3 separate regions of the Mus musculus genome follow, and all the other regions are linked to region 2. Evidence: chromatin contacts called from public HiChIP or PLAC-seq data. All regions are on one chromosome and are shown on one strand. Each heading gives the region's core, a stretch centred on a gene start, on an enhancer-like site or on the middle of the called end of the contact. The rest is flanking DNA. Distances are from core to core; before and after follow the strand shown. Region 1 overlaps Tceanc2 (transcription elongation factor A (SII) N-terminal and central domain containing 2). Region 2 overlaps Acot11 (acyl-CoA thioesterase 11). Region 3 overlaps Cyb5rl (cytochrome b5 reductase-like).

Region 1 (4,663 bases), core at 691-3,190, 350 kb before region 2:
CTTGCCTTGGTCTCCTAAGAGTTAGGATATACACCACTGTGCCTGGCGCTCATGCCCTGTGGTTATCTATGATGCCCTACGTTATCTATATATGTTACATAGCCTCTCTTCTCTTGCTCTCTGATGGTGGTGGTGGTATTTTCTAGACAGGGGTTTCTCTGTGTAGCCTTGGCTGTCTTGGAACTCACTGTGTAGACCAGGCTGGTGGCCTCAAACTCAGAGATCTGCTTACCTCTGCCTCCTGAGTGCTGGGATCAAAGGCACTACCGCCATGATGTCTGAGAACGTGCCATCTTTCTATGCTGTGAGTGTCCAGAGGAGAATAGGATCTTTTGCGCTGGATCCCCCAGATCAGACCTGAGAGAGTAGTGACTGCTGAATGGTGCATATATGAGGGTCCAGCTATCTGAATGTCAAAGCTATCTGAATGTGCGTGTGTGTGTGTGTGTGTGTGTGTGTGTGTGTGTACTTCATTCCCATGGCATGGCTGTGACCTGTTGTGGAAACAGAAGCATGCCCTCTTCCTTTGATAACCACGCCCCCTTTTTATAAAAGCTTCCTTGCACATGAAGCTAAGCAAACCTTAGCATTTGGTAACTAATGGATTTCATCCTGGGTGATAGAAGGAAGACGGGCGTGCAAGCCAGTAAGCAGCACTCCTCCATGGTCTCTGCACCAGCTTCTGCCTCCAGGTTCCTGACTTCCTTTGATGATGAGCAATGATGTGGAAGCCTAAGCCAAATAAACGCTTTCCTCGTCCAAGTTGCTTTGGTCTCGGTGTTTGTCACAGCAATAGAAACTCTTACTGAGCCGGGTGTCGTGGCCACACTAAGTGCCTAAGAAGGGCTGAAGAGAGAGAAATGAACTGGTCTGGGCTGTGACTACAACTCAGTGCTGGAGCCTGTGCCTAGCACGTGTAAGGTTCCCAGTTCAGTGTCCAGCACCAGTCAGTACATAAGTAAATAGGATTCCAATTTGGAAGGATGTTTTACCAGGGGAACTGCAGTGTATTGTGACAGTGATCAAGGAACGCTGAGGACATTGTTGCAGCCTAAAGAACTCTCAGTCTTTGCACTAAGGTTTTTTTATTTTCCCTGTGTGTGTGTGTGTGTGTGTGTGTGTGTGTGTGTGTGTGTGTGTGTGTGTTGGAGTAGGGGTTGCTTAAACTTGACATACCAACATAGCAGAGTGTCTTGGTTAGGATTACTGTTGCTGTGATGAAACACCCTGAATTACAGTTCACTTAGGGAAGCCAAGGCAAGAATTCAAGCAGGGCAGGAACCCAGAGGCAGGAGACACAGAGGCCATGGAGGGGTGCTGCTTACTGGCTTGCCTCCCCTGGCTTGTTCACCCTGCTTTCTTACAGAACCTAGGACCACCAACCCAGAGTGGTACTACCCACAGTGGACTAGGCCTTACCACAAAATAAGAAAATGCTCTACAGCCAGGTGTGGTGGCATATGCCTTTCTTTAATCCCAGCATTTGGGAGGCAGAGGCAGAGGAAGGCAGATCTGAGTGTGAGCCCAGCCTGGTCTACAGAATGAGTTCCAGGACAGCCAGAGCTACACAGAGAAACCCTTTCTTTAAAAAACAAAAAAGGAGGGAGGGAGGAAGGGAGGGCGGGAGAGAGACAGGCAGGCAGGCAGGCAGGCAGGCAGGCCATACGGACTTGCCTGCAGCCTGACCTTCCGCAGACATTTTCAGTTAAAGCTCCCTCCTTCAGATGACTACCTGGTGTTAAATTGACATAAACCAGCAGAGTGATTCCTAGGGAAAGGCAGCCCTGGCTACTAGGAGGTGGGCCTGGAAAAGTGGGCTTGGTTGGAAGTCCCTGACCAGCCACAGAGGCTGCCCTTGATTAGGTCTATGACCTCGGCCTGGCCTGGACCTGGGGCAGATCACCCGCACTGTTAGAGACCCTGTCCGGTTGGCTTCCCCATCCAGACTCAGCCAAGGAGTGTCTCTGCTGAAGGGAAGAATGCTTGAACTCTGGAGTCAGGCTGTGTCCAGCCCTGCCCCTTCAGTTGTGAAACTCCTCCTCAGATGTAAAACGTGATAATCAGTTACGAATATTAAACATGAGCATGATTTATAAACTGCTCTGTAAGCATCCCAGGGTCCAGACCAGCACATCTAAGATGTTATATGAAGTTAAAAGGCACGTTTAAAACAAAGAGGTACGCATCGTCACTCTGATTTATTATCCTTGGGCCCCCGCTTCCTGGTTGGTAAAGCACAGGGCCTGGTGCCGGTTTCCTGTTATAATGGCAAATATTACCACCCGGCAGGGGCTGTGAATGAGGTCCCTGTCACAAAGCACATGGCCTTGTTCCTTAATTGCCAGGGTGGAATTAATTTGCTCTTCCTGTTTCTCTTGTGACAGGAAGTAGATGTCCTTGAATTTCAGTTGATTAATGGAAGCCCCAGAGCAGAGAGCGCCAGCCTCTCTTGCTTTAATCCTTATGCAACGCAAGGCCCTAATTTGATAATTTTGCTGTTTTTCAGATGGATCACCTACTGGTTGAAAATATTGAGCGGGAAACGTTTCATCTCTGCTCCCGGCTCATTAACGGGCCCTACCGGAGGACGGTACGCGCTCTGGTCTTCACATTAAAGCACCGAGCTGAGATCCGGGAGCAGGTGAAGAGCGGAGCGCTGCCGGTCGGCACGTTTGTACAGACCCACAAAAAGTGACCCGGGGACGGGCCCAGCACCGGGCCTCGCGCCACCATTCAAAGCCTCTTTTGAGTTTGGGTGATGCGGATGTTGGCTGTGCTGGATATTCCCATGGTGCCATTCCTTCAGACAGAACGTGGGGAGCCCTGGGAGATAGGCCTGTGGGGGCGGCTTCATTAGCTGCCTTGCGCTGGCGCTGCCTGACGGGATGAACGGGGCTGTCACTGGGAAGTGCCATCCAGTCACCATCACCCAGCACAATGGAAGGGTGACAGGTTTCACTGTGAGCTTGCCAAGGACACCTCTAAACTCCCCCATGTCAGCAGATGAAGTTACCACTTTATTTCGCCACCCTGCAGGTAACTGAAACTCAATTACCGCTGCTCCTCACGCGGTTCCAGCCCCCTGAGTTTAGACAGCTCCGAAGCCTCTCAGAACTCCCGTCTGCTCTCTTTGCTCTACCCCAGGGGTGAGCCCACTGGAGCCTGCGACCAGCCCTGCTTGCCACCGCTCACTTATCTGAGCCTTTCAGCTCTCCCTGGAAGACCTTCGGGGAGGGGCTCCTGAGCCCCCATGCTGAGGCCTCTAATGAGGAGCTGGCCTGAAGCCTCCCTGCACCTCGGGGTTCATTTGAATACAGCCTCTGTTGAAGATGCATAATGAAATTTCTCTTGCAGTGACTTACTGCTGTAAGAAGAAAAATGCATACGTGAAGATTTTCAATGAAATACATCTACATGTGTCTGCTTGGATGATTATGTAAATGGTACTTGCTCTTTAAAAAGTAATAATAAACTGAGATGTACTAAAACAAGAGGCATAGTTTCCCCCATGAAGCATACTACAGAACTGAGCATGATGGCTCCTGCCTGTAATCCCAGCACTCAGGGGTCTGAGACAGAAGGATTGCTATGCGTTTGAGGCCACTTTGGGCTATGTAGCAAGTACCAAACCAGTTGGAGCTATATAACAAGACTCTGTCTCCAAAAGGGGGGTGGGGGCGGGGAGGAGGGGAGGAAAGAGGAGGTTGGAGCAGGAAAAGGGAAAGAGCGTGGACAGAGTAAATGGGGTAGAAAGGAGGCAGCTGGTAAAGTTCATGGTGGGATGAGAACTGGAGGGAGGCCAGGTTGGTGGCACACACCTTTTATCCTAGCACTTTGGAAGCAGAGGCAGACCAGCCTGTTCTACATAGTGAGTTCCAAGATAGCCAGGGCTACATAGTAAGATCCTGTCCCAAAACACACGCAAACACATACACAGAACCTGAAAAAGATAGCAAGGCTGGAGGAAGACTGTAAACTGGTGTGTGGAAGCAGAGAGAGGGAGAGAATGTGGGAAGGAAAGGGAAAGGGATTGTTTGCAAAGCAAGGATGGAAGGGTCAGGGAGGATGCTGTCTGCATTGCAAGTGTTCCCTGGTCTGAGATGAGTGATAGGGGGCTTGTAGTTCTTCACCCCTGCTCATTTCTCCTGCCTAGCTGGATCTGTCCAGGAGTGTTGCTTTTGCTACCCCAGGGTGGGGGGGAGGGGGAGAGGGGGCAGGTTGCTGGCTCGAGAAGGGAGGGCCACTGTTGCTCATGCAGGGAGCAGAAGCTCAACCACATGGGGTCGGGGAGGGCGGGCGCAGGGAGTGGGGACCTTGTCAGGGACCACTGAGTGGGAAGTGACCACAGTGGGCCCGGGAAGCTTCCAGCAGGAAGTGTTACAGCAGCTCTTGTATGACAGCAGCTCTCAGAAGACCCTTGGAGTAATTCTTACACCGCTGTGTTATGCCTTCTGGGTAGGGTCTTATGTAATATACATTTTGGGGTGGATTAAGGGTCTGACAGCAGATGCTTTCTATTGGCTTGGTCTGAGATGTTAGGGATGCCTCATCTGCACGTGGAAGGACTTGGGATGCTGCACCTACATGACCAATCCTCTCCATGGGGTGTCGTGGTCACATGACAGGGGAACAGGTGAAGCACTTACTGTCCTCTGGTATGAGG
Region 2 (4,484 bases), core at 1,073-3,572:
CCTGAAGAAATGAATGGAGTTTTAACAGAGATTAACCTCAGTGATCTGAAGAGTTGTTCTTTCTACCTATCCGCCTTACTTGGAATGCTCCTGGTTTCTGACCAGCCCTCAGAGATCCAGACCAGGCCACCAATAGTCGGTGCCCTCCCTGATCTCCCTCCGGTTATCTGTCCTTTCTGAGGGTCCCACACATTCCTTCTGGTTTCTTGCTCACAGGGTTGGGCCTCAAGCAAAACCCCAGCCTGGGGCTGCCTCCTCCGCACTGAGTCATTCCTTCCTCTCCTCCCCTCCCCCACCGTACTGGGGCTGCAAGGCCTCAGCCACCACAGCGCTATGCTTTGGTTACGGTAGGAGTTGCCACAGTTGAGTTTGTGGATGGATGAAATCATGAGGCTGTTTTCACATAAACAGCTATTAAGGTAGAACCAGCCCAGCCCATAATCAATCTAAACCCAGGGGACAGTGACAGAAGCGCTGGATGCAGGGTCCCCTGCTTGGCTTTTTTGTCAGCCTGCTGATGACCAGGCCCGTCCTCATTCCTGCCATTTGGTGCAGCATGGGGCTCTACGGAACTGGTCCAGGTTCAGTCTCCAGGGGCACCACGGGAAACCCCTCCAGGCTCAATCTCCAGGTTCTCACTGGGCCCTGATGATGTTTGGCCTTGAACAAAAGCAATTTATTGAAGATGGTTTATTCGTGGCCCAGGGGCTCCTCCTGGTGCCCACCTTGTTGCCACCGACCCTTTCAGCTGCTTTCTAGTAATTCCAAGAGTCTGTTTCAACTTCCTGAGGGTCTGGAACCTTTCTAGAACTGAGTAGCATGGCATTCTGGCAGTCATCAAGTGCAGGGTGCCTGCAGAGGACCACAGACTCTGTCCTGCCCAGCCATGATTCTCAGTTTAAGTGAAACCCTAATATAGAAGAGAGCTTTGTGTTCAATTGGCAGTAATGGAAAGAAATGTGAATGTTTTTGTCACAGGTCCCAGCTGCCTTCAAAGCATTTTCTGCACAGGCCACCTGGCCATTTGTTCTCCATAGATGTCACATACCCCTGGGACCCGTGTCTTTCTGAAGTGCCTTAGCTTTTGGACAACACAAAGCACAGCAGTTTGGGGCACTTCCTGTGGGTCAGGTCCCGGTCTAAGCACTCAGACTCCTTTCTGTGACGCTCATGTTCCCATTTTATAGTTGTGAAGACTGAGGTCCAGAGTAGCTTAAGTTATGCTCGGTTCTCCAGCAAACCAGAGGCAGGGCCACATCCAGAGTACCAAGAACCTGTGGGGCTTGGTCACAGATCTCTTGCCAATCACCGCAAACTTTGTCTTTCTTCTCTTTCTACCTTTCTTGGCTTTTTCAGCAAGCTTTTCTCTTGGCTCAGGTCCCTTTCACACAGTGGAGGGAGTATGTTGGTGCTGTGAGGCCAGGTCAGGTCAGGGCTATTTTATAGTCCATCAACTCCCCTGAGCTGAAGGCTCGGAGAAGAACCTGGGGTATAAGAAGTGAGCCCCTGCAGGGCTGCCTGGGCTGCAGTGCCCGGTCCAGCCTCTGCCATGGGTTGCCTGATCCTGATCAGCATCTTCTACCTGCAGAGAGGACACTTCGGCCTCTTCCAGGGCATGACCAAGTGACAAGTGACAAGATGTATCCAGTTGGTAAATCATGAGTCCTGCTTCCACCATTCTGCAAGCCTTCTTAGGAATGGCTTTTTAAACACAGAGAAGAACTAAGCTGGTTTGAGCTAAAGGAGGCTGGTGGGGTGGGGGTGGAGAGGACAGAGTGGCAGGAGGGTTTGAGGATCCCCGAGGGGTGGGAGAAGGGGCCCCACTTGCTGGGGGGAAGCCTGGACACCATCCTTCAGCAGGGTAGAGGCTAGAGGGCCTAGAGAGCAGCTGGAGGGGGCCCAGCCAGGCTGCCAGCTTCCTGGGGCAGGAAGTCTTAGCTGCCCAGAGTCTCAAAAGCTGTGAGCAGCTCAGGCCCAGGAATGTGTGGTGTGGAGTGTGGATCAGGAGCGGCCCCTTTCCTGTCCCCCGCCCCCCCCCCCCCCCCAGTGCATGTGCTTTTCTACTTGTTTTGTTCCCTCCCAGCCCATTTCTTTCTCCCTCTGACATTTCTTTTCTGTTCTCCTTCCCTCCTCCCTGTGTCTTGTCTTTTCTCTAATTGTTTTGTTTCCCCTTCTCTCTCTGTAGCTGATTTCTCTCTCTTTTTTTTTCCTCCCCCTTTCCGCTTGTTCTTGTTTCCTCTCCAGAAGGAATAGTGCTATCTATGGCTGCTGTGCCCAGCTCCAGGGTAAATGAGGTGGCTTGTAGGATAGCAGGGCCTGGGCCCACTGCCTGGCTTCTTGTTGCCATGGTAACCCAGAGGCAGGGACAGGCTGCATTCTTAGCCATGTGGTGGGGAGGGTGTGAAGGGTTCTGATGGGGAGAAGCCAGGTCTTTCCTTCACAGCCCCCTGAGTGGCAGCCCCGACCTCAGTGTGAGGGCTCAGCATGGAGGGATCAATGCATGTCACTGGGGGTTTGGGGCTGGGTGTGGCACATGGAGGGTAAGATCACACTGGGGCTAGACGGCTTGTGATCAAAACATTCTAGTTGCCCTCTAGGCCTTCTGGTGACTGGGGGGGGGGGTAAAGGTTGGGGGGTTTGGGGGGTGGGCAGTGGCAAACAGTCTAATGCAGTAGGCCAGGCCGGCAGTGAGGCATAGAGGCAGAGGGTGGGAGATGAAGGACTGGATAGGAGAAGGGTTTGCAGAAGGGAGTGGACCCTCTGATTTGTGGGCAAGAAAGCGCATGGTAGCCAGCTGCTGCTGGAGGGTGTGGTGATCTCAATACTGTTCCCGAGCAGTCTGTCTAGATAGACAAAGGCCTTTCCAGCATTTTCGTCCTTGGGGGTGGACCAGCGTGTTTCAGACGGTTTTGATCCAGGTCCTGATACCATTGCTCTCCCTGCAAGAGGGCTTAAAGGGACATGAGGAGGAGTCTCAGGAAACCAGAATAGAGATGTGGGTGCTGGCTTGGCCTACCTGTGGTGGGATCAAATGCCCAGAGACATAAATGACTATCCTGTCTGCTAGACGAGCGGTAGTACTTCAAAACGGTCGAGCAGCCTTGGATTCTGAGCTACACAAGTGTGGACCTAGGTCTCAGTTCTGTCCTTATCAGATGGGTGATCCTATGTGTGTATGTGTAAGCTGTTTACTCTTCTTGAGCCTCTGCTTCCCCATCTGTAAAATGGGAATGGGACACCCAGCTATTAGGGCGGTGTGAAGATTAAAGAAGTAAACGCAGCTGGCATGGTGGGCGGGGTCTGCAACACTGGCATGTGGAGAGCACTTACCAGCCTGGGCTATATGGTAAGTTTGAGGTCAGCCTGGGGTCAGAATGAGATTCCCATCTCAAAAAAACAACCCAAATGTCTTCAAAGGAGGGTAGTTATTCTCAACTTACGTTCCCATTTACCTCTTTCAGCTCCATGAACTGAGGTCTGAGCTCTGAGAAGGTGAAATACTTGCTCACATTGTACAGGTTGTTAAGTTCAGGTACATGGTGGGTATAATGTCCAAGCAATACAGAGAAGTCAGAGCGGGCATGCTGTCAGGGGAAAGCTGCATCCTGGTCACATGACCCCTGTGCCCCTGGGTGTGACAGCATTTCCCATATTACTTCTTGCCTTGTCTGTCTTTCGTCTGGACCCTGACTCTGGGATGGCAGCCGGCTTAGACGCACTTACTTGGTAGGCTGACCCAGTCTGGTGGACTGCCCTTGCTCAGACGGAGGTCAGAGCCACTGTGATTGGCAAAGTCCTTTGGCTACGTCCTCTCATTTACACCTCAGGTCAGCCATGCTAAGTCTTTAGAGTCTCACTTTACAAACAAGGAAACTGGATTATTGGGTTGCCAGGTGGCGGTTGAACAAAAGAATATCTAAGTGGACAGAAGGGAAGAGAGCTGCTTGGGGCCCTCAGAGATAGATTGGACTAGACTCAAAAGCCATCTACAGACTCCAGAACCTCTCTTCTCCACATTCCTGTTTCCCCAAGCAGAAGATGAGCTGCTGGGCTCCGTGCTAGCTAACCAGCTACTCCTTGCCCTCCAGCCTCTTCCACCATGGCATCTCACTGGTTTCAGAAATGTGTTAATCCTCAAAACACCTTGGATGGAGATGGAGGCAGGTATGTCTAAATTTGCCGTAACGTGTCCCAGGAGACTTCAGGTCGGTGGGCTACAGCAGAGGGTGTGCTTCTGTCTTCAGACAGGTTACTTGATGTAGTTTTAGCTTTGGGGTTGGTGAAAGAGTGAAGGATATCGTTCTGCTAGGTTAGTTGCGTATCCCAGGAGGTTTCCTGGTAGTCATGAGGATGTTGGGTCACATATGGAAATGATTGTGAATGGCTTTGGGAAAGGCTCTGGACATACTGTAATCCCAGCACTGAGACAGGAGGAGGGTCATGAGTGTGAGGCCAGCCTGAGCTACAAAGAGAGACTTTGTCTC
Region 3 (4,809 bases), core at 2,074-4,573, 300 kb before region 2:
TGCCTCTGCCTCCTAAGTGCTGGGATTAAAGGCGTGTGCCACCACTGCCCAGCCCTAGAACTGTTCTTAAACACAGGTTGGGGAAAAGAAAATAACAAAGCAGCTACCAGGGAACCAACACCTGGATTTCATCTCTCCATCAGGTTCTGTGCTTGCAGCTGAGCTATCTCAATAGAAAACATTATTTCAGAGTTTTATAATTCCCAAGTACAAGTATTGTCCCAACCCCAAATCTTCTTGCTTTTATCAGTCTGTGTGTGTACACACTGAGGACAATCTGTAGGAGTTGACTCTCTCTCTTCACCCTGTGGGTTCCAGGGTTCAAACTCAGGTTGTCTGGCTTGCCGGCAAGCACTGTTAGCTGCAAAGGGATCTTGCTAGCCCTGGACTTGTCCTTTTACTATGTGCAGCTTATTCCATTATGACTTTTAAAACGTTTACTCTATGCTGGTACATGGAGACCCGATCCACTCGTTTTAACTGCAGACTGATATCCCACTGGGATCGCCACTGGAACTAGGTGTGGTGGAGCACATGGTCTTTAACTTAGCATCCTCGAGGCTCTAGAATCAGTCCCCAGCACTGAAACAAAACAAAGAGAAGAACAAACAAAGGAGAACTGCATGGTTCCCACTCTGCTTTTTCTTAATTGTAGCCTTGGCCGTCTCACACCACACAGGTACAGAGTGTTTACCTGGACCTCCAGGTGTGCTCACGTGTCATGTAACCGTTACAACAACGCATGTTGGAACTTGTGCCCCCTTACATGATCTTGGTGGCTCAGAGGCTGTTTCGGTCTCTAATCTGGGGTAACTACAGTGGCATGACTTCCTGCTGTGGAAGAGTCCTGCCACCTGCAAAGCACTCGGAAGTTCTGCTATGCCTCAGGTTGTCTACCTCCAGGAGGTGCTGAGCACCCTGTGTGATGGGAACACGGTGGCTGGGTGAGGCCACGCAGGCTCGGGCTATGGTTCCAGACTGAACAGAGGGGCAGTACCTGAATAACTTGAGGTGCTAATTTGTCTCGCTCACAGAGAAGTGAGCTCTTTGTTGGTCTTCTGAGGCCTTCCGGTCATGCTCAGGTCCTGACTGTCCCCCTGCCATTGCACTATCACATAATGGCAGTGCTCAGGGGAAACTCCATCCCAACAGCCTACAGAGAGCCAGGTATTATCATGAGGAACTGACCAGCTGACAGGGCCCACCCACCAAGTGGGACGACCTCATGAATCCCAATTAGTCCTATTTTACACTCACCTATACCTTGCCAGGCACAGCAACCACTATTTTGTGAGCTCTTGAGTTCCCAGGTGACAGGAGATTGGCATCCTGGCATTTCAGACACATTTGTGCCCTTGCCAATATTCAGGATAACCAATCCCACTAGTAGCCAGGCTGCTCAGCTTCTACACTGAGGGAGGTGAAGAGGAAGGCAACCCACCCAGGACAGGGGATGTCAGTTGCCTCTGAGTGGCCTAATCTGTCTAGGCATCAAATACCTAAAATGGTACAGAGAGAGGCCTAGGGGAATTGCCCTAGGCTTCTCCCCTTAAGCGGGTCCTCCCTGACCCTGTAAGGAATGAGTATAAGCATTGCTTTTGAAGCTTCTATGGTCGGGGTTGGGGAGTGTCCCTGTCTTTCCTACAGGCTCAAGCCCTGCTCACCACTCTCTTGCACTGTGAACACCATTTCTCTAATATTCACCCCTTTCAGAGGTATGCTAGCTAATCCTTGCCTTGGCTGGAGCTCTCCAGTGGAAAGGCTGTGCCTAGCACGTTGCTGCTATTTCCTTGGACAGTTGAGCTTCAAGTCCCCCAGGGGCATCCATGAAGACTGCCACTAAGACCCACCAAGGCACACTGGTGAAGTTCTCAGAGGCCGGGATAGATGACATGTGTCTTGCCCCAAGTCACAGGCTGGGCAAGGAGAGCCCATGCACCCTGTTTGGGAGCTCTGGCTCTCAGTTTTGTCACACTGTTCTGAGCCTGAGACTCTAAAGAACAACGACCCCGAGGCTGAGGACCTGGGCCAGACAAAACAAAGTGTCCTGACCAATGTTCATGCAGCTTTAATTTGCCCACTTGGTTCTGAGAAGTCACACCTAATGAATGCCCTGTAGAACCCCGACAGAGGTCCCAAGCCCCTGGGGTGCAACATGCAGGCTTCCCATCACCCAGCTGTTCCCCATGGCTATGCAGTGAACAGGGGTTTCTTTGTTGTGATTTTTCAGGGTGGGGTAGAAAAGGCAATTTTGACAAAAATTCCTCTATGCCCCATGAAGATGAGGTTAAAAACAGACCTCTGTGATTGAAGGGGACCTGGGGATCCCTCCAGCCACCTTTACTGCTGCCATCCAGGCAAGGTTCCCCAGTGGCCTGTGGAGCACAGTTTGAAAAGCATGGTGTACAACCACAGGTGTGTGTGTGTGTGTGTGTGTGTGGGGGGGGTGATGGGGAGCTTGTAGGGAGGGCTGTCTCAGACTCACCTTGGGTGAGTCACTCATGGGCCTTGGTTCACCCATTTGTACACTGAGTCTGCTGGACAGGGTTCTCTGGCATCTGAGCTCTGCTATGGGGGTTGGGGGAGGTGAGGAGAGTGCAACTCCATAGTTATAAATGCCTAATCCTAAAGGCTCCTGGCTCCCAGCTTCTAACATTCCACTGCTGAGCATCAGAAGTCTGGGACTGCCTGTATCTGGCCTGTGCTGGCGCAGCACACTGGGGCCCAGGCTGTGGAAAGCAGAATTCATTAAGTCAACATGATGCCCAGGGGCAGTGAGCTCCCTGGAGAGGGCATGCCCCGTTCAGGATAGAGGAGGTGGAGGTGGGGGCTGGGTGGACCTGGATCAGCAGCCACTCAGTGGGCAGAGCTGGGAGAGGGACCCAGGTCTCCTGACTCCTGCTCTATCTTTAGATCTCCATAGCAACCGTCGCCAGGGCACCGAGAGCTGAAGGCACGGGCTATGTGGCTGCCTGCAGGAGGGAGGGGCATTTGCCTCTGTTCCTCTTCTTTTGTGGGAAAAGGACTCTGAGCTGGCCTCCTGAGCCAGGAAAGAAACTGAGCGTGAGGCTGATCATGGCAGGAAAGACTTGTCATGGATACAGAGATGATTCAGGGCAGTGCCTTGATCTGAGAACATGGTCAGGTCTTAGACTCCAGGCCTTCAGCAAGTCAGGTCCACCCCACAGGAGGCACAGAAGTTAAGGTCCTCCCAGAGCTCTGAGCTTCCCCAAGTCATTTTCCCAGCACTGATGGGCTCTGGGAGGACAAGAGACTCCTCACCCCTTGTCCTACCCAACCCCCACCAGCCTGAGCTCAGTAGGACTCCACTTGCTTGGCTCCCTTGGAGCAGTCTTCCCTGACTCCCTGACAACTGCTGGCCTCCCTCCATACAGCAGGACGCAGCAGACAGGAAGGGAAGTTCCATGGTGATGACATTTGCCCAAGGTCTCTGGGTAAGTCAGCAGCAGGGCCAGGCCTGGACTCCATGTCTTCTGACTCTGATCTGGGCTCCTCTCTGTACCCCTGATTAAGGCCCAAGGCCAGGGCTAGAAGAGGAAGTAGGAGTCCTCAGTCAGGCCAGCAGACAGCAAACACCTAGCCATGTCCTCATTAAATGCAGGTGAGCCACAGACTAAGGTAAACGGCTTTCTCCGGCAGCAGGCCACCAGTTCAGCAACCAGCTCCTGGCCCAGGCGGCCAAAATGGGTCTTGTCACGGTAGCTCCAGGGAAGCTGTTCTGGGGAGACCTCCTGGGAAGACAGGAGAGAGCAGCGATGACTCCTGGGGGTTCCAGACGTTCACCTAGCCAGCTCTTTTCTGCCACTGCAGTACATGGGAGAAACCCTTCACCAAAAGCTGCTCCTACCTCCACGGCCACCATCATGCTGAGTTCTGAGTCTCTGAGCTAAGAGATGAAGGCCTAGCCTATGGAGAGCCATGGTCCTGCTGGCCAGAGGAAGAACACAGCCCTGGGAAGGCCAAGGAGCTCCTAGTGCCCCAGGTGCTTTCAGGCCTTGTAGCCTCACTTCAAGGCATCTGGATGACTTCCAGGTCCCCTAGGGCTGTTAAGGAGCACTCTCTGGTGACCTGGCTCTTCCTACCCTCCCCCAAACACTCTCCCATTCTCGTGGAACCTCAAGGGTAGAGCCAGGAGACCTCACTGGCCCATCTCTCCTTCCCACTTCCTAGTTCTCCCCACGCCCTTGGTTCCACTGGCCCTACGGAATTGTGCACCCCAAGATGCACCGAGTCTGGGGACTCCTCAGTGAGGCAGAGCCCTTAAACAATGGCAGGTAGGTAGGTGCTGTGACAGCAGGAGCAATAGCAGCACCCAGGGATGGACTTCCCATCGGCAGATCCAGGAAGGGTGGGTAGACACTGGGAAAGGGAGGGAACAAGCACACATGGCAGGGGACAGCAGGAACAAAGGCTAGCACAAGAAAAGCACAGCACAGTTGTACCTGCAAGCTTGCCAGTGACACCAGGACCCAGCATTGAGGAGGGAAGGCCAGGAGATGGAGCTGTCAAGGTCATGAGGCCACTGGGCTTGGGAAGTCCTGAGAACAGTAGGTGCCAGCAAAGGGCTAGGAGCAAGGCAGCGCAGGAGGACGGACAGCTGAGGAAGTAGAGGGAGTGCTGCCAGGCTCAGGCAAGGGAAAGGGGCAAGCTGTGCTGAGCGCATGTGGAGGAGTAGAGCTACCATAGTCACCCTTACTCCTGCTGTTGAGCCAGCCGGCCCATTCCCCTGCCCAACCTTCAGCATCATCAAAGCCTGGCAGGGCCGGAAGTGAACTTTCAAATAACTTT

The links. HiChIP or PLAC-seq counts read pairs in DNA pulled down with a chosen protein or histone mark.
Region 1: an H3K27ac HiChIP or PLAC-seq map of the HPC-7 cell line shows a contact between it and region 2, with 6 times the contacts expected there. The contact joins two enhancer-like sites. A contact is called at or near these places in 1 of 15 datasets of contacts at CTCF or cohesin (the NIH/3T3 cell line), 2 of 484 Hi-C or Micro-C datasets (hematopoietic stem and progenitor cells and liver), 7 of 115 datasets of contacts at active chromatin or transcription factors (CD8 T cells, the HPC-7 cell line, craniofacial prominence and 4 more) and 2 of 9 other capture datasets (adipose tissue and embryonic stem cells).
Region 3: a contact with region 2 is called in an H3K27ac HiChIP or PLAC-seq map of stem cell-derived neural progenitor cells, with 2.5 times the contacts expected there. The contact joins two enhancer-like sites. A contact is called at or near these places in 12 of 39 promoter capture datasets (3T3-L1-derived adipocytes, embryonic stem cells, epiblast stem cells and 6 more), 4 of 115 datasets of contacts at active chromatin or transcription factors (craniofacial prominence, embryonic stem cells, fetal liver and 1 more) and 3 of 9 other capture datasets (adipose tissue, liver and pancreatic islet).

Annotation. Positions count from the first base shown.
Region 1 is chr4:107,137,643-107,142,305 of GRCm38.p6, reverse strand. It overlaps Tceanc2 (transcription elongation factor A (SII) N-terminal and central domain containing 2), which reads left to right. Exons shown (of 5, transcript NM_025617.2): 5 at 2,507-4,663. The coding sequence ends at 2,695. Among named protein-coding and RNA genes, the nearest start is that of Tceanc2, 38 kb to the left of the region's middle. Within about 2 kb of position 1,940, at least 44 of the 459 cell types and tissues checked have an H3K27ac peak or open chromatin away from gene starts, as enhancers often do. A contact at or near this core is called in the HPC-7 cell line, where this site is marked.
Region 2 is chr4:106,783,794-106,788,277 of GRCm38.p6, reverse strand. The region is part of intron 1 of Acot11 (acyl-CoA thioesterase 11); the gene reads left to right. Among named protein-coding and RNA genes, the nearest start is that of Acot11, 14 kb to the left of the region's middle. Within about 2 kb of position 2,322, at least 176 of the 459 cell types and tissues checked have an H3K27ac peak or open chromatin away from gene starts, as enhancers often do. A contact at or near this core is called in the HPC-7 cell line, craniofacial prominence, hippocampal neurons and 1 more, where this site is marked.
Region 3 is chr4:107,083,070-107,087,878 of GRCm38.p6, reverse strand. It overlaps Cyb5rl (cytochrome b5 reductase-like), which reads right to left. Exons shown (of 7, transcript NM_001346552.2): 7 at 1-3,752. The coding sequence ends at 3,549. Among named protein-coding and RNA genes, the nearest start is that of Cdcp2, 11 kb to the left of the region's middle. Within about 2 kb of position 3,323, at least 94 of the 459 cell types and tissues checked have an H3K27ac peak or open chromatin away from gene starts, as enhancers often do. A contact at or near this core is called in craniofacial prominence, hippocampal neurons and stem cell-derived neural progenitor cells, where this site is marked.